Linked DNA regions of Zea mays: region 2 is linked to region 1. Evidence: chromatin contacts called from public Hi-C data. All regions are on one chromosome and are shown on one strand. Each heading gives the region's core, a stretch centred on a gene start, on an enhancer-like site or on the middle of the called end of the contact. The rest is flanking DNA. Distances are from core to core; before and after follow the strand shown. Region 1 holds the start of LOC103649729 (E3 ubiquitin-protein ligase MBR1). Region 2 holds the start of LOC100280541 (mitochondrial import inner membrane translocase subunit TIM14).

Region 1 (6,739 bases), core at 1,668-4,167:
GCGCAAAAACGCGATAGGTAGTACCCAAGCCGTGAACCGTGGGGCATTAGGCTATCTCCAGCAACGTCCTCTAAATTTCATCCTCTAAAGGAATATTCTCTGTACTTTACAGCACTCTCTAAATGATTCTGTACTCTATATTTTCTCCATCTCCAACAACATCCCCTAAATTCGATCCTCTATATCTTATATACTCTCTAATGTACCAACTTAAATATAATTTATTGTTCGGGGCCAGCTTGTCTGACAACGTTGCGTGTCTTCAGGAGTGAGCGCTAGTGGGAGTGTGGGACCACCTCAGCGTGGCAAGGAGAGAGAACTAGCGTTTAGCGGATACCAGAGAGCCGCTACCTTTGGGGTGTGCAAGTACATCCTTTAAATTTAGAGGAAGATTTAGCGCTCCTTGTTGGACGGAGACAGGAGATCGTCGTCCGCTAAATTTAGCGAACAGAACTATTTAGGGGTTCTTGTTGGACACAGCCTTACTATTATACAAAGCGAGGAAAGGAAGGAAGGACCGAAGGAAAGAAAGGCTCTCTCTCTCTCTGCGTCTCTCGGGAGTCGGGACTGTTCGAGGGAATGCCAAACCGGCGCGACGGGACTTGTCATCGCTCGGCTTCGGTGGCGTGTGGCGTCCCGTCCCGGAGTCAACCTGTGCAAGTCTGCGCGCCTGCCTCTGCTATGCCTTGCCCTGCCCAGCGCTCATCTGCTTCTGCTCTGCTCTGCTCCTGGCGCCGGGCCAATCGCAGCACCTCCTCCCACTTTCCCCGTTCTCTCTCTTCCTTCCTCTCCGCCAGCCACACCCACACGGTATTCCTCCCTGGGCCAGCCAGTCAGTCCTCTCCTCGCATCGCACGCCGAAAACGAAAGAAACGCAAAGATAAGGGCAGGCACCACCACACCCCCACCCCACCGCCGTGCCTACTACTAGTAAAACCCTTTGTATCGTGGCGTGCGTCCGCGACACATGCCGTCCGCGTCGCCAGTCAAACAAACGCCCCCACACACACTGCTACCTCTACGGGCCACCAATGGTTCGCGTCACGTCTTACCGCATCTCCCTCCCTCTGCCTGCTTCTCCTCCCTCCCATGTCCGACTCCAACCACGTGCTACGCTACGCCCATCCACACCAAACACCGCATCGGAGCACGTGTCGACACGGAGAAGGGCCCCCCCTCGGCGCCACTGACCCGTGGGCCTGGCCAGCGGGGACTCCAGAGACAGAGAGAGGGGAAAAAAAGAGAAAAGTTCCACGTACAGTACAGTACGCTACCCAGGAAGGGGACCTTTCGTTATCCTTCCTGCCTGTCGTAAAAGCCGAGCCGTGGGGCCAGCCAGCCAGCCCAAGCCCGACACGGAGCGGTGGGGCCCGCCCCGCTTCCGTTCTCGCCGGAAGCCGGGATCCTTCCCGTTCTCCGCCCGCTCGTCCGTCCGTCCGTCCGTCTGCCCGCTGCTATAAATACACGGCTCGTCACCCTCCCCGCTCCCGTTCGTTGCCGTCCCCCCCCCCCCTCTCGGGTCACACATACGGGCTGGCAATTCTCTGCTCCCTGCTTCGTTTTCCAGCGGCCACGCACGCGGTCGGGTTGCGTTTGCGTCTCCCCTCCGGCACCCAAGCTTCCGTCACCTCTTCCTTCCCCAAGCCGTCGGTCTCCGCCGCTGGCCTGCCGGGTGGGACTCGGCGTGGGCGCGCCTGGACCGGACCGGACCCGCCCGCGAGGTACTACGCCACCACCCTCGATCCAGCTGTTTCCCCTCTGGTTCTCGCGCGATGATCGGCGGCGTGGTCCGTGTAGAGATGCGCCTCGACCCTGTATCACCCCCCCCCCCCCCCCCCCCCCGGCCCGCCTTGCCGCCGGGATTTTTGGCGCTACAGCCGGCGATTCGACGCGCTGTGTTTCTGATGAGTGCGAGGCGCGCTTTAGAATTGTTGAGCCGTGCAGAGATCTCCCCCCCCCCCCCCCCCCCCCCCCCCCCGTTGATCCAATCGGCCTGCTTGTTGTTTATTAGTACCTATGTGGGATTGCAAATTGCATGATTAGGGGACGTTTCCTTTTTTGCAAATTGCATGATTAGGGGACGTTTCCTTTTTTTCTTCTGGTAAGCCATCATGAGCTACCATAATTCGTTTCCGGATAGGGTACAATTAATAGGCAAAGTTTGCTTCTTTTACAGCCCAACCTGTGCTTTCCGTTTAGTGGATGCACTCCCTTTTTATTTGGGATTTTTGAATCTGAACTAGGGGCACAGATTTAAAAATACACCCCCTTTTTTTTGCCCCCCCCATAAGCAATACTGTCGTACCTATACGAATCGTCGTAATTGTTCATCGAAGGTTACCATTTATATGTCTTCTGCATCTTCTACTTACCTCAGTTCGTAAGAGTAACTCCAATAGTTATGTAAATTTTAGCTCTCTAAATCACATATTTAAGAAGTTGCTAAATGGCTTTTGGAGTAAAAAGATGTGAGTTCTGCAATAGTTCTCTAAATATAGGTTGTAATTTTGTTTTGTATTTATCCACCTAAAAACTAAGTCACAAAAACTATATAATGCAGTCAACATTTTTGTTTAGGGAGTTGTTAAATAGTTGCTAAATGTAGAGAGAAAATGAGGTTAGATGACAAGTTGTTAAATTTAGAAAGTTAATTTAGAGAACTGTTGGAGAATAGTTTTGTGTGTGTCGACTGTCGAATCAAATTTTATTTTTATTTTTTAAAAATGGCAAAAAAACTTTATTTATATTGGAATGCCTGTCCAGGATGGTCCTACTGTTTCAATCCAAGCTACCCCTTGGGTACGTCGTATCTGCTTTTGACATCTTAGGTTCCATCGACGGAGAATGTGCTATAAAACTCCAGATAGATGGGTCTGATGGGTGTTCGCATTTGCCTTACTTGATTAACTACTCAAATAGGATGCGGAGATGCTAAGTAGGAATTCTTCTCGGACCTCCACCAAGCACCTGTTATCTGTGTATGCGGAGAAGTTAGGTAGGAATTCTTCTCTGACCTCCACCAAGCACCTGTTATCTGTGTACTCCATGCATCATTGGTGTTATCCTCTCGCTGTATTTGGATTTGCTGGTTGTGTTTTCGCTACTTGAGGCATCTGATTTTTTTAATGATGTTCACTGGAAGCATTGTTTGTTTGTCATTTATTCGGTTGGTTCTGTGATGTGTTGATTAACCCTTCCCCTTTAGGATTTAGATTTATATTATTATATTTGCTGCCTTATCACCTTGGTTCTAATCCAGGTTTCTGTTTAATTATAGTGTAAACATGAATTCGACATTGTCATTTGTACGATGATGTTAGACTGCAGCGAATATTGGTAAACCGTAGTGCTTATTTAGTGTATCTTTAACATTTTTTTTGGTTATGTGACTGATCATGCATAGGGAAGGTGTTTTCTAACCTCTCAGCTATGTAAATTTGGAAAGCAAGAACTGATACACGAGAAAAACTACTTCAGCTTGTCCTCAGCTTTGCATGCTTGCTCTGATTAATATTTGCAAGACGAACCTTATCCGAAAGAAATCCAAGCTAGTTATCTGTTGAACTTGGTGTAGGGTGGATTTACCAATGACCAGATGAAGGGCAGAAGCTCACCCGCCAGTAATTTTAGGAATGTCATAGTTTGGTCCCTCTGGGCATGTACCGTTTGAAGCCTTTCTTCTCTCATTTGCATCTGCCTTTTCTTTTTATAGTTTGCTTGTTTGTGCTATGTAAAGCAAAACTAATTTTGTTTGATTTCTTACTAAGAATGTATACAAAGTTTGGAAGGAATAATGTGATATACATTGTGTTTGTAAATCTATTTGATAGAGTGCCTGTTTATAAAAAAATGTTAATTTTCTAGTTTTTGGGGCCTTTATGCTATATTTGAAATTCTACTTGACATTATCATGGATCATTTTCGCTGTAAGGTTCCATGTAGCTGAGTTTAGATAATTTCCTTTGTCAGTTTGTATCTTGTACTATCATTGTGGGTGATAAGGACACTTTCAAGTGCTAAGGTCTGTATTCTGTTGTCTATTTACCAGCTGTTTACCTGTCAAGGGATGTGAATGATTCAGCGTAAAACCTTATAGTGCATTTGCTTGTCAATTACGGAAGAATGATTTGGACTGCATATATTTCACAATGCACATGTCTCATAAAGGGTGTTTCTTCCATGTTTTTGGTGTGATCTTTCAGTTGTATGAATTGATTGAAATTCTGAATTCTTGTGTTGTATATCCATGTACTGGAAATCAAACATTGAAGATTGAACATGGAATGAACTTGAACGATTTTGGTACTTGTTTTGTGATATCTTACACACAATATATGTAGTGCCATATTTTGGAATGAACTAGTTTGTGATAAACTTCGTGGCAACACATGCTTTCATTTGAGTCTGGTTACGTGATACCAAATTATTGATATCCATTTTGTTTTTCATCTCCAGATTATTAAGTGCAGTTGGGCCTGACTTGTTTTATGGCTCGAAATAATGAGGGCCATCTCGAGCTGCCAGAGATGGATCAAATTCAACCCAAGAACATCCCACACAATGAATCACTGCCTCTAGGTAGCTGGACTGACTCAAGTACTCTTTACTTGTTTAAATTTTATCGAAATGTGTGATAAAATAAATAACATTTTTTCTAATCTCAGGCCAGAAGCTTCTCCTGCATCATGGAAGTGATGCGCCCCTTAGAATTGGTCATTCAAGTCATGGAAATATGGGACTTAGAATAAATGATCTTCCATCTTCAAGTCGCACTGTGCAGACTCTAGGTTATAGAGTTGGGAACCCAGGAACCTCGCATGCTCCCTTTGTTCATTTTCATGCTGGAAGTTCTGGTAGCCATTTACCAGACCCTGCTGTGAATTATCCACATAGGTCTGAGGAAGGCTTCGCTCCAGTGGGTTCCCATATGGACAACAGAAGGGCTGCAATGAAGCGAAAAGGTCCCAGTGTACACCCTGCAGGGATCAGTGCTACTGGTTATTATGTTGGAAGTTCTTCCAGTACTCAGCCATCTAACTCTGTGCAGCCAAATGCAGCTCCACTTGCTGAGCCCTTTCTCCGTCAAATACCTTTAAGCATTGACCAAAGTGGTTGGGATATCCAACACTTGATTCACCAAGAAGGGTTTCAGAGGAATGTGAGAGCACGCCACAGTAGTATTCCATTAGTACCCAGATCAGCTTCAACATACCCATTAAACATAAACAGTGTTCATGTGCCGTCATTCGGTTCAACCGCAAGTGCTTCCTCAAGTGCACCAGTGGAAATGAACCAAGTGCCTGTTTCTTTGCCAACAAGAACTCTACCATCAGGTTAGTATTGGTAGGAGCTGCTTTCATGAATTGATTTAAAACATGATGCGAAACGTGACTTTTGAGTCTGAACTGAACTATCCATTTTGTTTTAATTGATAGCAGTTTCTGCTATTGATTTAGTTTACCATTGTTGATACTTAAATAGTGCAGAAAATTTTATGGTTTTGTAGGTGCACCAGGTATGACTAGCAGGGTCCCAACAGGGAGGGCTTACTATCCTGTGGTTGGAAGCAGCAGCAGCAGCTCAAGTGTTGGTGCTGTCCCAACTATCCACGGATCATCTGGCGCTGCAATGTTTGCTAACGGTGGCTATGTTCCTAGTAGTGTTCATGCTGGAACTGTTCCGATCTTCCCTAACCCAGCGCCTGCTACTTCATCTGGCTCCAGAGCCATGCCCCACCAGATGGTCATTCAGAGTCATCCAGCTGCTACTTCCGCAGCAACATCTACATCCATGCGGACCGCCCAACCATCATTACCTGCCAGAACCGCAGCGGCTTCCAGACATGCAAGGCATGTGTCAGCAGGGCTTGCCAACAACGGAAGGTACAGAAGGGCCAGGAGCTCTTACTACAGGCTTCATCCATTGATGGTAGAGGCAGAGGTAGATAGCCTTTTTCTTCCCTACTGTTTCAATGAAGTTGAGTTTAAGTCTTTGTCGAACCTGAAACTGATGTTGCTGCTGGTCGTGAAGCGGTTCATGATGGACCACTTGGTCTTCTACGAATCGAGAGCAGCAGCTGCTGACCCCCACAGGGACATGAGACTGGACATTGACAACATGAGCTACGAGGTAAGCGGCGGTACTGCGTTTTCGCTGTTCCGACTGTGTCTTGTTCCGGAAATTTTGAAAGATTTCTTAGTAACTAATGTTTTTGTCGTCCGTCCATAGGACCTGTTGGCTCTGGGAGAAGCTATGGGCAATGTCAACACAGGCCTGGCCGATGAAAAAGTTTCCGAGTGCGTGAAAGAAGTGGTCTGCTGCAGTTCTGACCACACGCAGATGGACCAAGACGACGGAAGCTGCGCCATTTGCCTGGTATATTTCATCAAACACGTTCCTGTTAAAGACACGCTTATTACCATTACTACTCACTCAACCATGGCCCCCGAAATCTGCTGGACTCTACTTCTACTGACCGACGGATGCGTTCGTTCCCCGACAGGAGGACTACAGAGACAAGGAGGCGCTGGGAATACTCAAGTGCAGGCACGACTTCCACGCCGGCTGCATCAAGAAGTGGCTGCAGACGAAGAACTCGTGCCCGGTGTGCAAAGCGGCCGCGGCCTAGTAGGGAGGGACACGCCAGATGAGGAGGAGGAGGAGCAAGCGACTGTTGCGCTCGATCCGATTCATTTTTAGGCTCAGGTCAAGATGTATGCCGTCTCATTCTTTTTTTTCC
Region 2 (7,240 bases), core at 4,276-6,775, 200 kb after region 1:
GGTGATATTACAAAGATCCATTTCTAGAACCATACAGCAAGTTCTTCTTGCAGTAGTGTCATGACACATCAACACCGCAAGGGACTCTACACCAGGATGCTAATTGATCAAACCTTCATGGTTTTCCCTAACAGCCATGCATTGTGCTCTATGCATCTATCTGTCTCCACATAAGATGGATCTCAGTGCAAGCATTGAAGTATAGGTTTATTGCGCTATGAAAATTCAGGAACTGGCAAGTATAACATTGAAAGAGGAGATAGAACATTCCATTGAATAAAGGTATACCATCATGATATAATGAACAAAAACATTAAAAATAGATGGGAGATTTGTCACATTTGCTATCACAACAAACCACATGATAAACACACATATTAAGTCATAAACAGTAAAGCCAAATTTTCAGCGTGTATTCTCCTAGATATCATGGGGAGGAGAGAAAATCATTGCTAAAGCACAAATAAAAGTGTACGACAGAGAAATATCTAGGACATGATATGTTTTCCATCACCAGAAATAGAATCAGTTACATATGGTGTGATAGCAAATGTGATTTTGACATATCACATGTGTGTGGTCATAATCATTAAAACTTCGATTAGAGTAGGTTGGCTGTGTAATGATTAACACGCTTCTTCTCTTGGGGACATTATGTAAATCTATTTTTCTGCTTCACATATAAGCATTTTATGTGCCATTTTGAATGAATGGCTGACTGCTTGCTTGGGTGAGGGAGTTAAGGATGGATTAGCCTTTAGCTGCCTGGGTGGGATTAATATAACTCGCAAAATAATGTAGCTGATTAGTCAATTAGTGAGTTGTGTCAACAGTCTGTCTTTTTTGGAACACCCTGTTCAAAACTCGGGGGAATTCAAATTTGGATAATGATGATGATTTTGTATGTTTAGTAGGTGTGCTGCTATCAATCAAAATGCATGGAACACATGAGTCTGCTAACAAATTTGATGCTTATTGTAGTGTGAATTGGGCCAACATCTTAATACACGATCAAATTCTTAATTTCAGGACAGATGAAGACGGAGACATAGCATGGACAGTCGTCTGAAATTTGACCGTATGTTCTTCTCATAGATGTTTTGGTCTATTATATATGCTGTTTAGGATCTTGGTGCTGCAACTATGGTGAGCCAGACAGGCAAACATCCAGGGCAACTGAAATGATCGATGTCAAAGAATATTTTGAAATGCTGCCACCTAATTATACTTTTTCATATGAACATCATAAGGAAGAAGTGATATTTGCATAATGTGTTATGCCCTCGGAAAAGGCCATGGTTCCCAATCTGCTCAGTTTCTTGATCCACATGTGAACTATTGCAGCGATGACAATTTGTGCAAGGACCTATACTTGCGGCAACACATGGATGGCCAAGGTTGGGTGCCATTACCCCTTATCGCTGGTTTTCGCCAAGTAAGTTTGCAGGCCTCTTGAGTTTATTTCCCATTTAAAATCTACTCTGAATTTTTGTTTCGTTTCTTAGTCAGCTGTCTAGCGAGCTTGTGTGCATGTTCTGTGTCTGTAATTACTTGCACTACTGAATTAGAGGGGCTGCATATAGTGACATAGATTAATTTAACTGAACAACAAGATAGCCCTTACACAATTAATAAAAATTGGATTATATTACTGACATGGTTGATAACATTGATGGCACAGCTGCACTAAATTGTTGCATCATAATCTGTTATATTACATTAATTTGCTTGTTGTAAATAGCAGACATGTCAGCGCATGTTTACTATTTCCCAGCACCCACCTCGGAAGGCATTCAAGGCCTGCCTTTTGTGCCTCTTCCAGCAAGCCCCCAAGATGTTCTAATTGACCCTTCTCGAAAGAACCTTCTGGAGCAGATAGAATACTATTTCAGGTAGTAGTTCATCTACATTTTGGGAACCCTTTTTGTAATAAAAACTTTGAAGCTGCTCAGTTTCTTGATCCACATGTGAACTATTGCAGCGATGACAATTTGTGCAAGGACCTATACTTGCGGCAACACATGGATGGGCAAGGTTGGGTGCCATTACCCCTTATCGCTGGTTTTCGCCAAGTAAGTTTGCAGGCCTCTTGAGTTTATTTCCCATTTAAAATCTACTCTGAATTTTTGTTTCGTTTCTTAGTCAGCTGTCTAGCGAGCTTGTGTGCATGTTCTGTGTCTGTAATTACTTGCACTACTGAATTAGAGGGGCTGCATATAGTGACATAGATTAATTTAACTGAACAACAAGATAGCCCTTACACAATTAATAAAAATTGGATTATATTACTGACATGGTTGATAACATTAATGGCACAACTGTACTGAATTGTTGCATCATAATCTCTTAGTAGTATCTGCATTTAAAAAATTAAACTCCACAGTTATGTTTGCAAGTGGTAATGTTAGTGTGGAACATTCACCATATGATTAGGATAGCGATATGTATCGAACACAGAGGGGGCACTATTTTTATTTTCTGGCACTTTTTGCAGTGGTATTAGCATATGACTTAAGCTCCAATTTAGTGAACGAGCTGTTGACCAGGTTATGTGGTTACATTTACTTGAGTCGTGAGTTACTCAAAACAGGGGTCAGTAACTCCAAGGCGCATTTTTTTCAAGGTTCGTTGCAAGCTGAGTTCATCCCAACCAACAGCAGTGGTACCTCCATTTTTAGTGTATTCAGCTACACATTTGTACAGGTTGTTTGATGATGCATTTACTTCTTATTTCTTATTGCTGGCATAGCTTTGTATGACCCAAGCCACAAACCTTATTTCACTTCCATTTGTTGAGCTGCTACAGATATTTTGTATGGACCAAGTTCTGTGCCCATATGCATGTTCATTCTAGCTTTACTGGATAAGGGTGAACTCTTGAATTGAAAGCGATGCATAAGGGGAACGCGAAGACATGGCTGATGAGGTAAGGTGTGCCAAAGCTTATGCTCATGCATGTGTTGGAGGTTTTAGCTAAATGTGTATCTTCACACAACCTTCGGCTTGTTGCACTTTGTGTGACAGGAAAATGGAAGGTTTCTGTGTAAACCAGTGCTACAAGTGATGAATTTGGCAGCTTACCATACGAGAGAATACAAGAATTGCGGTGTGTACACTGCTGCCTCAGAAAGGAATTGCATTTCATGTTGGCATAGTGTACCATTGCAATACTGCAGTTCCCATTAATTCTGTATTTGGGAATGTCTTTGTTGGATTACTTGCACAATATATATAGGGAATAAAAATGATGTGACATATGTAATTTAGTTTCAGTGATATTGTTTGTGTACAACTTGATATATATCTGAAATATGGACATATGTAATTTAGTTCATTGTTCTTTTGAAGGTGAATATGGAATATGGCCTTGATCCAACAATAGGGAAGCCGAAATAATGCTTATCGTTCTTGAAGGTGAATATGGACTATGGCCTTGTTCATGTGTATTTTTATCGTGAACCTAGCATGTTTAGGCCAGCTGTGCTATAATGTCTGTCATCAAAGATCTTAATATTTCTGCATTGATCCAACCCTTCTGATTAAATTCAGAGCAAGTCAACATTTATCCAATCCTTTATCCAATCCATGGGACATACTAATAACCGAACAAGGCCTACATTTGGGGCTGCTACCTTCTGACCGATTAAGGCTTTCACCTATACGATACCTAGCTTCTGCTTTAGGGTCAAATCCACCTATGACCTATACTCGAAATTTATTAGCTTCAGCTCAATAGTGATCAATAACATCATAACCATGGAGTACTGAAACGAACTATATCGCACAAGTTCAATCAGCTCTGATTGTGCCTAGTCTATACTAAGTGTGCTTGAGCAATTCACTATCAAGTGACCAGGAAGTATTAGGTTCCTTTAAACGGATGTCTAGGCAATTTAGAGGACTTCAGACTTCAACTATGATCCTTTGTTGCTTTGGTTCATTAGTTTGCATGCTTCCGCTATTATTATTATCATGTTAAGAATCCAAGGAATTACAATTAAATTGCACTTATATTTGAGGGTGAGATTCAAACTGAGAGCTCAACATGTGATAGTTAACCTAGAATTATCATGAAACACATGACTGATTAACAGAACACCTAGGATAGTGATAATCCCATACAAGGGTAGCCTACTGGTATTTGTAGAGGTTGTTTTACTGTGTATGCATTATTCCGAAATGCAATTCACATGAGAATTAAGTTCTCAGAATCAAGCAACACAATGCATAGTATAATTGCATACCTTGGTCTTGGCCTGCGCGGCTGATATCGTTCCTCTCCGGATGGCGGGGGCAAGATCCTTTCCTTCGTCCGTACTCTCCAGCGGCACACTGGCGTGCGAATGAAGGGGGCGTGGCGGGGGAATGAAGGGGGCAGGGTGGGGGAATGAAGTGGAGCGGGATTTGAGCAGGGATGAACTAATTAATGACGACGAATTGATGCGGGCAGTTGTTGGCGGATAGCTCGGGGCGAATAGCGCGCGGGTGTGCGGGCGTTTGCGGTGGCTGTTCGTGGAGAGGTCTTGGCATGGGCGGCGAGCGTGCGCGTAGTGAGCGGCATGGCGGCGGGATGTGCGGGCGGTAGGAGATGGCGACGGGATCCCCGGAGGCAGGGCGTGCGCGCGCGGGATTCCGCGAGATCCGCGGGTGGTAGCGCGCGGGGCAGGGATCGGGTCGCGCACGTCGCGCACGCCGGCGGAATCGCGGCGACGAGCGCGGGATCCGGCGGGAGGTGGTGGTGTGCGGCGCGAGATCCGCGGGAGGTAGCGCGCGGGGGCAGGGATCGGGAGCCGCACGTCACGCACGCCGGCGGAATCGCGGCGACGAGCGCGGGATCCGCGGGAGGTGGTGGTGGGCGACCGAGCGCGCGCCGGGGTGGGGGTGAGCGGCCGAGCGCCGAGGGCGCGGGGGATGCGCCGAGGTACGCCACACGCGCGGGGGATCCGCGGGAGGCACGTCGCGCACGCCGGGAATCGTGGCGGGGTTGGAGCGGCCGAGCGTGTAGGGAGACAGGGGAGCGGGGGCAGTCTACATTTGACCCTTAATAGTTAGTAGAGATTCTTGATTTTTTTTTGAGACTTTGGACACTCGTCGTATTTAAAATATTTATTAAAAATATAAAATTTTAAGTCAATCACAAAATACTTTAAGTAATAAAATAATTCACAAAAGATAAACGATAATTTATTATTATTTTAAATAAAACGAGTGATTAAATTTTTTTAAAAAATTAACGATATCATATATTTATGAACTATTTATGAACGGGAGAGTACATGTTTGTAAAATAAAGTTTAAAATAGAAGTAATATTAAAAGTGGGATAAGAAGTCTTATAAAACTTAAAACAGACACCAGCGCAACGGATGGAACGGCCGGCGAAACGCTCTTCGAACGGAAGTCCGGACGCCAGAAACTCCGTTAATTCTGTTAAGGCAAGCGGATTTCATTCTAGTTCTAGCGCTTTGTCTTGCTGGCGGTCGTGCTCGTGCACCTAGCTAATGGACCCTGTGCCATTAGCCGGTTGGGTCTTTGTGGTAGAGGACTTCCGCTTTGGCAGGAGGCCCAGCCCGACTAGGGTTCTGTCCACCTTCCAGGTCCTTCGAACTTCCACGCATTCCTACTACTCCTGGCTCCCGCGACCTGACGCCGCCACTCCTGACTTCGCCATCCGGCGATCACCAGAGCCCTAGCTCCGGCGTCTCTAGCGATCCCCAAAACCCACTCCGCCGCATTTCTGCCGACTTGGCCGGATTGGTCGCTTATTGAGATGGTACGTTGTACTCTTTTCCTCTTCCTTGTATTGCTCGCCCCCCTCTTTCCTCGTTAGTTTTTTTTTTCATCTGCCGAAGGCCTTGCCAGAAGCTTACTTTCCTATAGGCATGGGTTCCGCGACCAACGGCCGCGAGTACGGGCCCCTCCCCGTGCTTCAGCTGAGACCTCTAAAAGTATCTTCTTGGAAGCACAGCACCATATGGTGTCGTGTGGCAGTAGTGTCGCTATAGAACTCCAGCAGGGCGCTCTACTCGAATCCTCTCCGTATAGGTTCGTTCATGGTTGCATAAGGTAAGATTTCGTGAAATTATGTTGGAATAATGTTCCATCCTTGAGAGGAGCAAGGCATCTAGGCCTATCAGACTTGAAATTTCCACCACCCTATTTTAAGAGAGCTTTATTCCCCAGTCTTAGAGTTTGTTTGGATACCAAGAGCTATTTGTTAGCTGGCTAAAATTAGTCAAAATTAGCATTTGCACATCCAAACAGGAGGGCTAATAAATATTTTTTTTATCCAAGACTTCAATTAGTTGTTAACCAACTAGCTAGCGAACCACAACATAGTTAAAGCTAATTTTTAGCACAACTAGTATCTAGCTCTAGCTGATTCAAACATGCCTGCCAAGCCATGACCACCATGTCCATACAACATAATGGTGGGTTTTTCACCTAACAGCTCACAAGCAAGTCTTTACCAGTCCCCAAAGGACTACCAAACCATAAAAGCAGAAACAAGTTTGAGGTGGAACACGGTAATTAGCGCACTCTCCTACGCTAATAAGCTTGTTAACTTGTCGCCTATCGGCATTCCTTTGTCTTCCATCTTGTCTTTCGAGCCACCAGAAAACCAGCTCGCCTGTTGAATGCTTGACTTGATGCCAGTTTCTTCATGTCTTCCTCTGAGATCAGTCCATTAGCCTGACCAGGGCTGAACCCAGCGTTTCTTTACACAGCTACAGTTTTGTCCAACTTTGGTTTTTTGTTCACTGGGCAGTGAACACAGGATTATCCAATTCTGTGTTATTCCAGTAATCTTTTCCAGCAGCTTCTTCAAGCTGCTCCAGGAAGAGTTCTGAAAACATCTAGCCTTTCTTAGCTTTCAAATACCCAATAAGGCCGCACAACTGATCACATTGACTACTTAAAACTTTGATTACTCAGACAGCATTTGCCAGTGGATTCAAAATCACTACCGATTTCAATAGGTAAATCCTAATAACCGGAGACTAAAATTTCCAAAGCTGCTCTGCAACAAGACATTCAAAAAACAGGTTGTGCTACTCATTCTTTCTCACATCAAAATAAACAACATTCATCCTCTACCTTTCTCCTCTTACTCAGATTATCTCTAGTAAGAACTTTATTTTTTGGGAGAAAATACACAGTAAAAAATGAACTCTAGGGGATATTTTAATAGACCATAGGCTTGGGATATAAATAAGAAAATACCTCTAAATTTAACTTTT

Evidence for each region. Hi-C and Micro-C count contacts between places; a contact is called where the count stands out from the background.
Region 2: a contact with region 1 is called in a Hi-C map of leaf, with 4 times the contacts expected there. The contact joins the promoter of LOC100280541 here to the promoter of LOC103649729 in region 1. A contact is called at or near these places in 2 of 25 Hi-C or Micro-C datasets (ear and leaf).

Annotation. Positions count from the first base shown.
Region 1 is chr3:15,005,017-15,011,755 of Zm-B73-REFERENCE-NAM-5.0, forward strand. It overlaps LOC103649729 (E3 ubiquitin-protein ligase MBR1), which reads left to right and starts at 2,918. Exons shown (of 7, transcript NM_001324269.1): 1 at 2,918-2,995; 2 at 4,456-4,578; 3 at 4,665-5,333; 4 at 5,507-5,940; 5 at 6,031-6,129; 6 at 6,229-6,375; 7 at 6,503-6,739. The coding sequence starts at 4,488. The coding sequence ends at 6,628.
Region 2 is chr3:15,197,628-15,204,867 of Zm-B73-REFERENCE-NAM-5.0, forward strand. LOC100280541 (mitochondrial import inner membrane translocase subunit TIM14) reads left to right here and starts at 5,526. Exons shown (of 3, transcript NM_001153460.2): 1 at 5,526-5,772. The coding sequence starts at 5,770.